Linked DNA regions of Mus musculus: region 1 is linked to region 2. Evidence: chromatin contacts called from public Micro-C data. All regions are on one chromosome and are shown on one strand. The core of a region is the stretch at or near the end of the contact, and the rest is flanking DNA. Distances in the headings are between cores, read along the strand shown.

The links. A called contact is a pair of places that touch in the nucleus more often than the background predicts.
Region 1: a Micro-C map of embryonic stem cells shows a contact between it and region 2, with 3 times the contacts expected there. The contact joins the promoter of Btbd6 here to the promoter of Siva1 in region 2. A contact is called at or near these places in 6 of 39 promoter capture datasets (the HPC-7 cell line, cranial neural crest, embryonic stem cells and 3 more), 2 of 484 Hi-C or Micro-C datasets (cortical neurons and embryonic stem cells) and 2 of 9 other capture datasets (adipose tissue and liver).

What each region holds. Positions count from the first base shown.
Region 1 is chr12:112,971,049-112,978,682 of GRCm38.p6, forward strand. It overlaps Btbd6 (BTB (POZ) domain containing 6), which reads left to right and starts at 5,515. Exons shown (of 4, transcript NM_201646.2): 1 at 5,515-5,934; 2 at 6,011-6,101; 3 at 6,205-6,323; 4 at 6,456-7,634. The coding sequence starts at 5,558. The coding sequence ends at 7,488. It overlaps Brf1 (BRF1, RNA polymerase III transcription initiation factor 90 kDa subunit), which reads right to left. Exons shown (of 18, transcript NM_028193.3): 6 at 2,424-2,573; 7 at 1,214-1,307.
Region 2 is chr12:112,640,058-112,647,168 of GRCm38.p6, forward strand. Siva1 (SIVA1, apoptosis-inducing factor) reads left to right here and starts at 4,771. Exons shown (of 4, transcript NM_013929.2): 1 at 4,771-5,027; 2 at 6,781-6,975. The coding sequence starts at 4,910. Gm30101 (a long non-coding RNA gene) reads right to left here and starts at 4,710. Exons shown (of 3, transcript XR_381987.3): 1 at 4,625-4,710; 2 at 3,257-3,385; 3 at 2,147-2,498. It overlaps Adssl1 (adenylosuccinate synthetase like 1), which reads left to right. Exons shown (of 13, transcript NM_007421.2): 13 at 901-1,298. The coding sequence ends at 953.

The DNA of each region.
Region 1 (7,634 bases), core at 4,265-6,764, 330 kb after region 2:
TAACACCTGACACCTGAGTTAGTGGCACCTGAATCCTGGCACCTACATAGTTAGTGAAAGGGAAAGCAATTCTGGCAGGTTGTCTTTTGACCACCACATGCAAACTTGCACACTATATTTTTTTAAATACATTAATTAAAAACAAAAACAAAAAAAAGAAGGGCTAGAGAGATGGCTTAATAGTTAAGAGCATTGGCTGCTCTTCCAGAAGACCTGAGTTCAATGCTTAGAGCCACATGACAGCTCATAAATGCCTGTAACTCCAGTTCCAGGGTTCTGACACCCTCACACAGACATATGTTCAGTCAAAACACCAATGCACATAAAATACAAATAAACAAAATTAAAAAAAAAAGAGAGAGACTGTGTGGTAACACAAGTCTTTAATCCCAGCACTTGGGAGGCAAAGTCAGGAGGATCTCTGTGAGTTCAAGGGCAGCCTCATCTATAAAGCAAGTTCTAGGTTGGCCAGGACTACATAAAGTAGTCTATCTCAGAAAAGAACACCTTAAAGAGGAGTTTATGGGACTGGCTTAGCAATGTAAAGGAACCTGCTGCCAAGCCTGAAGATCTGAGGACTGCAGAGCAGAAGGAACGACCTGATCTCCATCCTACCATCCTCTGATCTCTACATGTGTGCACTGTTGCATGTGTGTACATGTGCATACATACATGTAAAAAAATAAATGTAACAGAAACTTTTGAAAGTACTTTTAAAGATACTAGATGCAAAATACAATTTTCCGATTGCTTCTAGAAGGTACTGAGGCAATCCTGTCAGCAGAAATGGTCATCGGGTGTTAATCCTGTGATACACATCAGCAAGGACAGCAGTGGATCTCAGCAAGTCCTCAGCATGGTTACAGCGCAAAGCTTATCCGAGATGGGAACAACTTGTTCAAAGTTGGACACAGAGCCCGTGGCCCATGAGAGACATGGGGAGGTTTAACCAACTCTAGCAAGAAGTCACTTGGACCTTCAAGCCCAGAATGAACCATACCAAATGGGATAGGTGGCCTCCCGAGCTGTCCCAAAGCAGCTTCTCTGCCTGGTTCCAGTCTGTGAGGGGGAACCTGTATACCTAATAATCTACTAAACTCAAGAGGCACTGTGGTAGGAAGCCAAGTACTTCCAAAGGGCGGGGTAACCCAGGGCAGAAGTAGCTACAACATACAAGCTGGCAGTGGCCATCACTGTGAACCAGAATGCTCACCTCTTCCGTAGTGTGGACTCACATACTTTGACCACACTGATGACTTCTTTGACCGTTCTCCGGAAGTCATGCATTCTGGCTGCAACCAAAAGTGCTAGGAAAGAAACAAGAAAGATCATCAGAGAACTCATATAGAAATGAAAGCAAGCAAAATTCTGCCTTAACCTTGGCTAGTGACAGCTGAACAAGTATGTGCAGGATGTGTCTGCTGTGGCTTCTATAAGGGGACAGCGTGTCTGTGTGCCTTCCCTAAATAGACCTATGGTGCACACAGTCTTGGGCAATGGTAGTCCTCTTCTTATTTTGGGTTGAGCCTATACTATACTCCACATTTAAACAAGGGAAACTAAAACAGGAAACTCAAGAATTTCTTAAAACACCTCAAAGCACATGAATTAACTTTGAGCTGTGTTAATACACAAAACCTCCTGGTTATGATGGAGCAGAGGATGCCAAGACTATAGTAAAGCTGGGAAACGCTGTCCAAAGATCCTGTGTGACAAGTGTGAATTATGGTCATGTGAGTGAAGGAGCCTAGAGTCTGCAGTGTAAATGTGGAAATTGGTTTCAGATGCAAGCAGTCTGGGATAGCATCACCCTACCACCGGCTGAGTGCAGAAGTGGTACCAGGCTCTGCAGAGAGATAGGAAGATGGATACTACAAAAGAGGAGGCCCCTGCTGATCTGGGGCTCTCCCTGGGTAGGGGACTCTTTAATCTTGGCCACCAAGCACCTGCACCAGGTCCTTACAGATACAACCGGAACAGCTATGCTGCTGGGCTAGCAAAGGCTCCGTATCTCAATGAGAGGCCATATTACTAACCATGCTGAAAGAGGCAACTTGCCATGAGTGGACAGCCTGGGGTGGAACTAGGGCTACCACTGTTATCTTACCCCCTGAGGTGTTTTATCTTAGAACCTGTAGAAGCCAACAAGGGAGGAAATGCCAGAGTCCTTAAGGAGTAAAGAAGGCCAGGCCAGTCCTGGGGTCTAAGACACAGCTCTTATATAAGGTAGACTCTGGAACTGCAACCAATAACTCATTGGCTTGACGGCTTAAAGGCTCAAGACAGATGACTAAAGTTCAATTTACCTACTATGCACAGGGTCCTAACTAAATTTGGCTGCAATTACCCTCCCACACACGTGTGAACTTATCAAGTATCAGGACAGAAAACGCTACCCAAGGGCCATATGGCCTACACTGTACCTGCTCCACAGAGGCCGGAGGGGCGCCGGCCCGTGTGCATCCAATCCCTTTTCATTCTCTGCAGAAGCCTCAAGGCTGTCATGGATACTTCATGGTTCTTCTCCCCAAACTCCAGCAGATGAGCAAAGCGTGGAATGTACAAGCATGGGTCTACACAGTAAACATAACACAGAACCTAAGACAGTGCATATGCATTTGTGCACACAGAGCACTAAGCAGTGCCCTGCAGCTGGGTGGCTTTACCCACGTCTCCCTGAGGTCCCCTCCCTAAAGCACAGTCTCTGACCCTCAGCTGTGCTTACTGGTCCTGGGGAACTGCTGCCTCCACACGGCACAGTTCTGGGCATGTATGGCAAAAGGTGAGGGGACAACTCCCACCTTCTCTCAGAGGGTGATGAGAGGCTGGAGAACAGGCCAGGTATGGGCTCTTCTCACGCAGCACCCTGAATTCCCTCAATGTCCTGGCCGTTGTCAGATCAGCATCTTACAAAATGAGCACAGTGGGCATACAGGTGCACGTGCGCGTTCACAGTTGTTTCTTCTTAGTGCCTGGCACGCTGCTGAGTACCGAAAGTTCAGTCAAAGGTTCATGGAGCTCACAAATGGAGCCAGCAAGAACAACCAAGTCACTTCATCATTCAGTTCATTACCCTGCCATTAGTGCTCTGACAGAAGCCACTGGTTAGGGACAGAGGAGATCTCAGGACTTGTGTAGGAAGAGCCACTTCTGCTCAGGTCTGAGAAGCAGGCAGCTTGGAGAGCACTGGCAATAACAACAGAGGAGGGGCTGGGGTGGCTCAGCCTCTTGGAGAAGCTGGGAGAAGGAATCAATCCGTCTAACTTGTCTTTCCAGACAGCAGGAAGGGAAAGAAATGGAGGTCAGCTGCTGACTGGTCCCCAGCCCTCCTTCCAGGCTAACTGACTTCTACAAAGGGAATCCATGAGACCGACCACATAGACAAGGACCCACTCCAGCTCACACAGACTCAAGAGAAAAACGCTGAGACTCTGCCTTGTGACTGGGAAGATGGGTAGGGAGGACCCTCGGGTTCTGGAATCTGAGGCCAGCCTAGAGAGCACAGATAGACCCCACATCTTACAAAAGCAAAACACTACAGAAGGACTTCGGGGTGGGGTTAAATGAGCAGAGAAGATGGAGGTCCTGAAGCAGCCTACTTTATCTTCTTTAAGTAGTGGAGTCTGTCTGCACATGGGGACAGAGCTGCAGTCATGCAATGCAAGGACACTGGAAACAGAAATGTCTAAACCAAAGGAAGGGAAGAAGATGACGTCTGGGGAAAGGACTAAGGTGGATACACGTCAGCAGACTACATTTACTAAATAGACTTTAAATTCTCTGTCTCACAAAGTAATCCTTTTGCACGGTCTGTGGAAGTTATGAAGATGGCACGTGTATTAAAGAACAAAGAAACCAAGACGGGCCTGATGACTCATGCTTGTAATCCCAGCACCCAGGAGGCAGAGGCACGTGGATCTCTAGGAATTCAAGGCCAGCCTGGTCTACATAGAGAGCTCCAGGACAGTCAGGGCTGCACATCGAGACCCCGTCTCAAAAAAAGCAAACAAATAAAGGGGGCGGGGAGGACACAAGATGTAAGGGCAGTCTCTTCAGCAAACAGGCTGGAAACAAAGTTTACTGTCACATGTAGTACTCTGCCCAAACAGACCAAAGGTGTACACATTAAAAAGATAACAACAACCACCACCAATAGCAAAACCATGGAGAACACAGAGCAATGATTTAACACAAGCAAAAACAGACAAACATAGTAACTTCAGACTGCAAAGAATCAATGCAGCAAAGGAGTCTGTCCAGTCAAGACAACCACAAAAAAGGGAGAAAGCATCTGTCCTAAAGACTGAGCTCAATGCAGTGAAGAAGCAGACTGATTGGAAAGTGGGCAAACGACTCATGGAGGTACTTCTTCCAAGAAGATATACAAATGACCAAGAAACACAGAAAGGTTGACATCAGCAATCAAGATTCCACCTCATATCCACTAGCATAGCCTCTATAAAACCCAGAACATTATAACAAGGTTTACCCAGGATGAGGGAAAAGAGCAGTGCACGCTGTGGAGGACTGATAAATAATACAAGCACGAACAAAGGCCATTGCAAAGTTTGCTCAAACAAGTAACTGTATCTGGACAGTGATGGTGCACTCAGGAGGCAGGCAGGCAGATCTGAGGCTAGCTCCAGGACAGTCAGCGCTACACAGAAAATCCCTGTCTCAAAACCTAAGGGGCGGGGGGAGCACGAAGCACTGGATATGACTCAGTGCTTAAGAGTGGTTATTGCTCTTGCTGAAGAGCCAGCACCCATCTACCCACAGCTCACAGCTCACAACCATCTGTATCTCTAGTCTTAGGAGATCCAACAGCCTCTCCTGGCCTTTGCAAACACCAGGTACAGGCAAAACATCCACATCCATAAAATAAAAATGAGAAATCAAGAGCTACCATTTTATCCAATCATCTCACTTCTGGATAAAGACCCAAAGAATTGCAATTAGGATCTGGAAAGGATAAAATTGCCTCCCTATGGTCAGCACAACTGGGATATAGAGTTGATATATACACGGTTGGATAAACTGGCAAACAAAATGTAACCCATTGGAGTAGTCAACTTAGAAAGGAAGGTCTATGTAGAAAGTTTGAGGTCACCCTGTGGCACATGAGGTCTAGACTCATGACAGAAAAAGAAATTCCGACATAACAGGTGTACTGCCCTTGACTTTGTGCTCTGTTAAAGAAGCTGTACACAAAAAGGGAGATCAAGCCTTGCGTTAGAGACTCATTTCCTCCACGAAGAAAAGCTAGCTGGGTCAGGTGATTTTTCAAAGCCTGAGCTGTTGGAAAAAAAATCTCATTTCTGAGTGATAGAAGGTGCAACCACAACTCGCCCTTAAACCTGGGCACCCGGGCGGAGCTTCAACACCTCCCCCAGGGGCGGGGCCCTGGAACGAGGAGTCGCGTCTTGACGCACAGTGACGAGAGACGCCGGCGCCGCAGCAGTGGGTACGGGCGGGACGGCGCCCCCTGCGGCCGAGCCGCGGGCTCGGTGAGGGGTGTGGGGTGCGGGTGGGTAGCGGGCAGGGCCGGCGTGGCCCCATGCTGCTGCCGCTCGCCTGCCTGCATGGGCGGGTGGCGCAGTGCCTAACCTCCCTGCTGGTGCTCGCAGAGCCGTTTCCCAGGCCCCGTCGCGGCGCGAAGGCGCGCGGCGCAGCACCGACCAGTGCGGAGCCCGCCCCGGCAGTAGCGAAGATGGCCGCGGAACTGTACCCGCCCGCCAGTCCCTCTGCAGCTACTGCCACCGACATCGCCAACAGCAACGCGGCAGGCGCAGCCGAGAGCACGAAGGTCGGGCTTTGCTGCCCGCCCTGCCTGGCACCCGCCCCGCTGCCGCCCTTGCCCGCGCCGCCCTTGCCAGACAACAACAATCCCGAGAGCCCCAACTGGCAGTCCTTCCATCCTACGCTGCGCGAGAGGTGAGCCGCCGCCCGCCCCCGGGCTCTGGAGCCCGGGCGCGCGCCGTTCCAGCCCGTGTGCCTCTGCCCTTTGCAGGAATGCGCTCATGTTCAACAACGAGCTGATGGCTGACGTCCACTTCATCGTGGGGGCTCTGGGGGCTGCCAGGCGTGTGCCCGCCCACAAGGTGGGTAAGGGCGCAGCCCTGTCCCCTGGTGGGCCTGGCTAGGTGCGTCTCCCTGGACCTTGTTTACTGCCCTGTAGCTCAGGTGGTTTTCTTTCATCCACAGTATGTCTTGGCTGTCGGCAGCTCCGTCTTCTATGCCATGTTCTACGGGGATCTTGCGGAAGTGAAGTCAGAAATCCACATTCCCGATGTGGAGCCTGCTGCCTTCTTGGTCTTGCTAAAGTAAGTGCTGTGCGCTGGGTCTGGAAGGATGGGGTGGTTACCTTCCAATGGTCCCCTACCTGTTTGCTACAACCCCAGAGGTTGTGCAGGGGAGCCCTTGCAGCTCCCCAGGAGAGCCCCTGCCTTACGCAGGTACATGTACAGCGATGAGATCGACCTGGAGGCGGACACAGTGCTTGCCACTCTGTATGCTGCTAAGAAGTACATCGTGCCTGCCCTGGCCAAGGCCTGCGTCAACTTTCTGGAAACAAGTCTGGAAGCCAAAAATGCTTGTGTCCTGCTGTCCCAGAGCCGACTGTTTGAGGAGCCTGAACTGACCCAGAGATGCTGGGAAGTCATTGATGCACAAGCTGAAATGGCCCTGAGGTCTGAAGGCTTCTGTGAAATTGACCGGCAGACACTGGAGATCATTGTGACCAGGGAGGCCCTCAATACCAAGGAGGCTGTGGTCTTCGAGGCCGTCCTGAACTGGGCTGAGGCAGAATGTAAGAGACAGGGCCTCCCAGTCACTCCTCACAACAAGAGGCATGTTTTGGGAAGAGCCCTCTACCTGGTCCGAATTCCAACTATGACCTTAGAGGAGTTTGCCAATGGTGCCGCCCAGTCAGACATCCTGACCTTAGAAGAGACCCACAACATCTTCCTTTGGTACACTGCTGCCAAAAAGCCCCTCCTTGACTTCCCCCTGACCAAGAGGAAGGGCCTTGCTCCACAAAGGTGCCACCGCTTCCAGTCTTCTGCCTACCGAAGTAACCAGTGGAGGTACCGTGGACGCTGTGACAGCATCCAGTTTGCAGTGGACAGAAGGGTGTTCATTGCTGGGCTGGGCTTGTATGGGTCCAGCTCTGGGAAGGCTGAGTACAGCGTCAAGATTGAACTCAAGCGGCTAGGGATGGTCCTGGCTCAGAACCTCACCAAGTTTGTTTCAGACGGATCCAGCAACACTTTCCCAGTCTGGTTTGAGCACCCGGTCCAGGTGGAGCAGGACACCTTCTACACTGCCAGTGCTGTCCTGGACGGCAGTGAGCTCAGCTACTTTGGGCAAGAAGGAATGACAGAGGTGCAGTGTGGGAAGGTAGCCTTCCAGTTCCAGTGCTCCTCAGACAGTACCAATGGGACTGGAGTTCAGGGTGGACAGATTCCAGAGCTCATCTTCTATGCCTGAGGCGTAAGGTTGGAGTGGACTTGCCACCAGGCTCTTCCTCCATAGAGTCCACACAGTAAGTGCAGTGGAGGTGCAGGACACTTCCAGCTGCCTTACTGATACCATTCAAGGCTTGGCTTTCTCTATCAGCCAGAGTCTGAAACTTG
Region 2 (7,111 bases), core at 3,521-6,020:
GAAGCACAGGGCAGGAGCTGCTTTCTGCTGCCCAAGGATGAGTGACCCATTATGGGGCCCACAGCACAGTTTTAAATGCTCCCTTTCTGGGGCAGGGGAGGTGGCTCAGTAGTGTAGAGCCGTGTTGCTCTTGCATGGACCAGGATTTGTTTGGCTTTCAGTACCCACGTGTCAGCTCACAGCTGTCTGTAGCTCCAGTTCCAGGTGATCCTATGACCTCTTCTGACCTCTGTGGGCACCAGGCATGTATGTGGTACACATACATGCATGCAGGCAAAACACTTATATATATAAAATAAAATTCTAAAAATCTAAAAATGGCTATTTAATAAAAACCCACCCTACTTGGCGAACAATCAGACCCTTTGCCAGAGGAATGGAAAGCACACACTACAACGTTGTTTTTTGTTTGTTTTAAAGATTTATTTATTTATTTTATATATATTAGTACAATTATAGCTGTCTTCAGACACACCAGAAGAGGGCGTCAGAACCCATTACAGATGGTTGTGAGCCACCATGTGGTTGCTGGGAATTGAACTCAGGACCTCAGGAAGAGCAGTCAGTGCTCTTAACCGCTGAGCCATCTCTCCGGCCCCCAACATGCTGCACAGTTAAGGGACATTTTTTAAAGTGTGTGTACATGTATACAGAGGCAGAGGGCAGCCTCAGGCACACCCTCAGGAACACTGGCTACCTCTTTTTAAGATAGGCTTTGTCATTGGCCTAGAGCTCACCCAGTGGGTTGTACTTGCTGTCAGTGAGCCCCAGGGCCCTACCCCCCTAGTCCTGGGATGACCAGAACTCCACCAGACTAGCATTAGTGTTCATGGCCTCTCTTCTGCACTCACGGCCTCTCTTCTGCGCTCACGGCCTCTCTTCTGTGCTGTTGCCTTTCAGTCAAATGGGTCGGCGTTGGGAAGTCCAGAGAGTCCATGATCCAGCTTTTTTAGATGCCAAGTGGAAGCCGGCAGGCCACACCACAGTGTGCCACCGTGAGTGACAGCCGCAGCCGAGACCCTCGGCAGTGCCACCAACACCTTCAACGAAACAGTCTGAAGCTATTTTCCATACTTTTATTTTTCTATGTATGTTTTCAGCTTGAAATTGTTGAGCCCTACAACAATTTTACATGTGTGAAATCAACACTGTGTACATTTAAAAAAAAATCTGCTTTTAAAATGAGCCTAAGTGCTCATAACAGAGGCCTTCACTGACTGATTGTCACATGGTATGTGTTCAGTTGGAGCCATGTCATAATAAACATAGCCAGGGGTCACTGAGCCACCGAGAGGTCATTACACCTGTCTTGACTTCGTCCTTGTTACTTTTAACCACGAATGACAGCCTTTCCCAATGACCATGGCCTACCTGATGCCCTCCCAGAAAACAAAACCCCAGCAGCCGTCTGAGGAGTGTTGCCCCCAGCCCAGGACCCATGAGAGGAAAATCAGAAGCAGACAGAACCAGACTGCACAAAGTGCAGCTTCCTCGGGGCTTATAGACAGCGAAGCAGGAACCCATTTCCCAGGGTGAGAGAAAAAGGCTCACACAAAGTCAGACAAAAGTGGCTCCAGGTCATCTGAAAGGTGCCTGCCTTCAAAACAAAACACAACGATTGTCCAATCAAGCAGTGGTGTGTGTGTCTTCACAATGGGGTGGCTGAGGGACACTTTCCTCCAGAGCCTGAGAGAGTACCAGCATTCCCTGGTGGGCAATGTGCATGTTTGTTTGTTTGTTTGTTTGATTGTTTGTTTTGAGACAGGGTTTCTCTGTGTAGCCCTGGCTGTCCTAAAACTCACTCTGTAGACCAGGCTGGCCTCAAACTCAAGAAATCTGCCTGCCTCTGCCTCCCAAGTGCTGGGATTAAAGGTGTGTGCCACCACGCCCAGCTGCTCAGCCGGACTCTTACATTTTTGGTGTCAGGGAGCTACAGTGTTATGCTTGCTCAGAAAACAATATCCAGGGCTGGTGAGATGGCTCAGCAGGTAAGAGCACCCGACTGCTCTTCTGAAGGTCCGGAGTTCAAATCCCAGCAACCACATGGTGGCTCACAACCATCCGTAACGAGGTCTGACTCCCTCTTCTGGAGTGTCTGAAGACAGCTACAGTGTACTTACATATAATAAATAATAAATAAATCTTTAAAAAAAAAGAAAAAGAAAACAATATCCAGCAAGCGTATGCAAGACAGATTTGTATATTACAGGGTTCCCAGAAGTGAGCATCTGAGCACACACATTTCTAGAGCTGCCAGGGTATCCTTCCTGCCTCCAGGGACAGAGCAGCCCAGACAGCCCCTCATCATCCTAGCCAGACACTTGGTCACTGTCCCCAGGAGCTTCTCCAGACTGAACGAGACATGTCTTACTAGTACTGCCTCTGCTCCATGCTCACTGCGACATCAAGAGGCCTCGAATGACGTGCCAGCATTTGGGGTCCATTAGGCCATCCCCACTCTGGAGACATATTGTGTTTTCACTTCCATGACAAAACATCTAAAGAAAAAAAAAATGGAGAGGATTTATTTTGGATCACTGTTTCACAGATTTTAGTCCATGGCCAGGCTGGCTCCGTTATTCGGGGTCTGTGGTGAGGCAGAAGCATCGTGGTGGGAGGCATGCCATCACGAAGGAAGGAGTGAGACAGGACAGAGATGTGGTAAGGGATACTGTCAGACACACTCTCAGTGCGAGTGCGGCGTTTCCTCCAACCAGGTCTCACGTAGAAGCTGATTACCCAGAAACTCACTGCTGTGAACAGGCACCATGACCAAAGCAACTTTTTTTTTTTCTTTTTCACATCTTTTCTTTTTTTCTTTTTTGGTTGTTTTCAAGACAGGGTTTCCCTGTGTAGCCCTGGGTGTCCTGTAGACCAGGCTGACCTCGAACTCAGAAATCCACCTGCCTCTGCCTCCCAAAGGCTGGGATTAAAGGGGTGTGCCACCACCGCCCAGTCAACCACCAAGGCAACTCTTATAAGGATAACATTTAATTGGGGCTGGCTTCTAGGTTCAGAGGTTCAGTCCATTATCATCAAGGCAGGAACATGGCAGCGTCCAGGCAGGCATGGTGCAGGCAGAGCTGAGAGTTCTACATCTTCATTCAAAGGCAGAGAGGAGAAGATTGGCTTCTAGACAGTTAGGACTAGGGTAATAAAGCCCACACCCACAGTGACACACTTACTCAGACAAGGCCACACCTCCTAATAGTGCCAACCCCTGGGCCCAGCATATACAAACCACAGCCATCCTGACCTTATTACCCTTCAATCATGACGTCATCTGAGGACGGAGCCTTCAACACTTCATATTCATACTAGAACGGGAGTCAGGCCCAGTGGAACCCCATGGCGCTTGTACAGACTGCACTAGGAAGTGCGGATTCTGGGAGGAAAAAGTCCATTATCTTAACATGAACAACAGCCTTCTTAGTGGTGGTTCCTGGGACAGGTCGCTGGATTTAAGCCATGCAGTAGGGGACAAACGCATGACTCCACACAGAGGTATCATCCATTCTGCACAGTTCTACAACCGGGGAAACCACCATTTGGGGGTGGGGGTGGGGGTGGGGAAGCACAGCAGTCAGTAGTCACTGGACCCTATTGTCCTATTTAGAATTGTGCTCCTTCTTTATGTCGAAGGCCTAACTCCCAAGAGTCAGAGTGTGATTGTATCTGGATACAGTTTTTTGTTCGGTATTTTGAGACTGGGTCTCTCTACCTAGCCCAGGCTGGCCTCCAACTCACAGAGATCAGCCTGCCTCTGCTTTCTGAGAGCTGGGATTAAAGGTGTGAGCCAACACACAGGGCTGGTGGATATAGTCTTAAAGAGTTAAAACAGGGTCCTTAGGGCAGAACTTAATTCAAAGTACTGGGTGTTATTATGAGATGAGGACACACACACACATCCAGTAAGGACACAAAAGTTTTTATTTGTAGATTCTGGAAGACAGAAGCCTGCAGAGAACCTGACACTTTGATCAGAGACTTCCATTCTACAAAGTCTGGAGAATTAACGGGTGCTGTGTGTACACTCCGGGTCTCCTGTACTCCAAGATGAGCACAAAACTTAATGCACCCGAATAACTGACGTTCCGATTGTGTAGAAATAGAAGGACTGAGAAACCCCTCAGCATCACTGTTTTGCCTGTTCAACATGTTAGAAGACACCACAATATTTTTAAATCCTGACCAGCGGACCCGCAGGTGACGCCATAAACCCTCAGGCTCCCTGCCCAAGATCAGACCTAAGGGAACACAAGAGGAACTCGTAGGGGAAGATGGGTGCCCGTATCCACTAAGATCAGGAGCTGGGACAAAACCCGCCACCCTACTGTTTGATACTGATATCTCACCTATCACCTATCACCGTTGCTTAGCGACAACAGAGCCTTCAGGCTTTTCGCGCGCTGAGCCCCGCCCTCGATCTCGTGCTGGTTTATGCAGAGCCCCTTAGCACACGAGTCCCGCCCCCAACGTAGCATCCCGCTAATCCCGCGCCCCACCCCAGAGCCCCGCCTCTTAGTTCCCGGCCTATCCTGAGCTGTGACATAAACTAGCCCCGCCCCAACACAACCCCCCCCCCCCTCGGCCTATCCCGTGCCACGCCTTGCGCAGACCTCACCTCGCCGCGCCAGCGCCCTTGGCCTTTTCCCGCGCCCTGCATTCCAGCCACTGCCTCCCTCAGCCTATCCCTCGCCGTTAACTGCGTAAGTCCCGCCCCCGACGTCACTCCGGCCTATCCCGCGCAGCGGGGCCCGTTTGAGGCGAGCCCCCAGCCTTTCTCCGGCCTATTGGGCGCCGCGCCCTCGTCGGCTCGGGCCTCCGCCGCGGTCCGAGGGCGCCGTGACGTGTGCTCGGCGCGCGGCGCGCTGCGCGCTGCTGAAGGCTGTGTCTGGTACCCGCTACCATGCCCAAGCGGAGCTGCCCGTTCGCAGACGCAGCCCCGCTCCAACTCAAAGTCCACGTGGGCCTGAAAGAGCTGAGCCACGGTGTGTTCGCCGAGCGCTACTCACGCGAGGTCTTCGGTGAGTGTGGACTTCCGTGGGTAGAGCGCGCTACGCCGCGCAGGGCAGCGGGAGACCGCGGGAGCGTCCCGAGCGCTCACGGTGGATGCTGCTTCAGGCGGCTCCCGGAGAAATCCGAGTCGGACCCGAGTGCTGCCGAGCGGACTAGCCTAGCGCGGGACCGACGCGGGGACTGGGTTCGAGTGGGCGTGATGGCGTAGACTGCCCTGAGCCCTCGCAAGTGGCCTTTGTAGCGGATGGATGTTGCTGAGCATTGCCTTGCAGTGATGGCTTTCTGGGGCAGGTGTAACGCAGTGTACCGTAGCTTGGCGCAGTTTGCGGCCGTATAACTTTGAGCGGTGCCGCTGCGCCTTTGGAATGTGCGGGAAAACAAACTCCCTACGCAGCCCCAGTATTTGTCCTTTCCCTCTCTGTACTCTGGGAATGCAAACTCAAGTGCTGAGACGCAGGGGCGATGCGTGAAGGGACAGGACTGAGCTGCAAAGAGTGTGCCTCCCCCCACGCCCCCCAGTCTAGACATGGCCTGGCGTCGTGGCTTGTTTTTTGACGCCAGCACTCAGAAGGGAAAGGCATGGGCTTTATGGTGAGATGTCTTAAAACAGCAATAACAATGCAAACACGGCCCAGAAAATGCCTCAGCTGGTTAAAGTGCAGTCTATGCAAGCCTGGACATGAGTCAGGTCCCAAGAACATACAGTAGGAGAGAATTCCTGAAAGTTGTCTTCCGACCACACTCATAGTAACTAAATAGCCAAGTAAATTAATTTTTTTTAAATGTAAGCATGCAGTTGAAAAGAAGGCCTAAGTGTTAATTGGAACCTAACAGCCTGGCTCTACCCTTCTGAGGACTTGTGTGTTGGAGCATTTGCCAGGCCACTCAGAGCCAGCCAGTCAGGAAGGGGTGCAGGGCTCTAGCGAGTTTTATAGTACACACAGTTTACCAAAACCCCAGCCCACACTCTGGACTCTGCTGGACCAGGAGGCCTTAAGGAGAAAATTGCTCTCATAATGGAATGTGGGTTTGAGCCCCACCTGTGTTAAGAGTACCCCTCCAGGAACTCTTCCCATTTCTTGTTTTTCAGACAGGCTTTCACCGTGTATCTTAGCCTGGCCTTGAACTTAAGTAATTCTGTCTTAAAGTAGGAGGCAACTGAGCTGGGAATAGCCACTCTCTTTGAGTTTTTGTTTGCTTCCAGTGTCACAGAGAGGTCCCTGGGTCGTGGGAGTGAGTATTTCTAGAACTCGCAACAGTGTTTCCCTTTAGGGCTCCCTGGGCCTGAAGCCCGAAAGGAAGCAATCCACTGTTATAGGTGTGAGCAGCCAGTTACCCGGGGTTGGTGGGTGGCAGGGCTGGAACATCTGGGAGGTCTTTGTCAGGGGGTTGTTGTCATTGTCCCTTTAGTAAAGTTGTTCACTGGCCTGGCAATGGTTGTAGGTGCTGTTCTAAACTCGTGTCTGTTTTCTGCCTCCTTGGGACACTTGCTTTTGGGAATGAATGGTTCTGAGCCAGAGCTTTCTCTGGCACTGAGACAAGCTTACAGGAGGAGGACTGGGAGTGCAAAGAGGGCACCAACCAGGTGAAGTGAATAGCTGTGGCTGCTGACAATAGAATAATGGGAGGAGCACCGGAGTGGAGCACAGCCTGGTGGCTGGGAACAGGCAAAGGGGGCTCCGAGCCTTGTGGGTCATAGGATATCTGTGCAACCGCTTTGCGGTTTGGAGAGTTATCTTAAGGAAGGCTCTTCCTCCCCAGAAAGAACCAAGCAGCTCCTTTTCCAAGGGGCTCGGGCCTATAGAGATCACATATCGAGCGAAGATTGTTCCGTGAACCACCTGCAGGAGTCACTGAAGTCTGGTGTGGTAGGAGCCCCTCAACCTGCGAGGGGACAGATGTTGATTGGACCTGATGGCCGACTGACACGGTGCCAAGCTCAGGCCTCAGAAGGTGGTGAGTGGCCGCCAGTGGGGCTGACCTGCTGTTACACCTAGGGAAGATGGTGGCAGTGTTCTGTTCAAGAGCCTTGACTACCTGGGCAAACAGGATCTACTTAGAGCAGTGGTTCTCAGCCTGTGGGTCACAACTC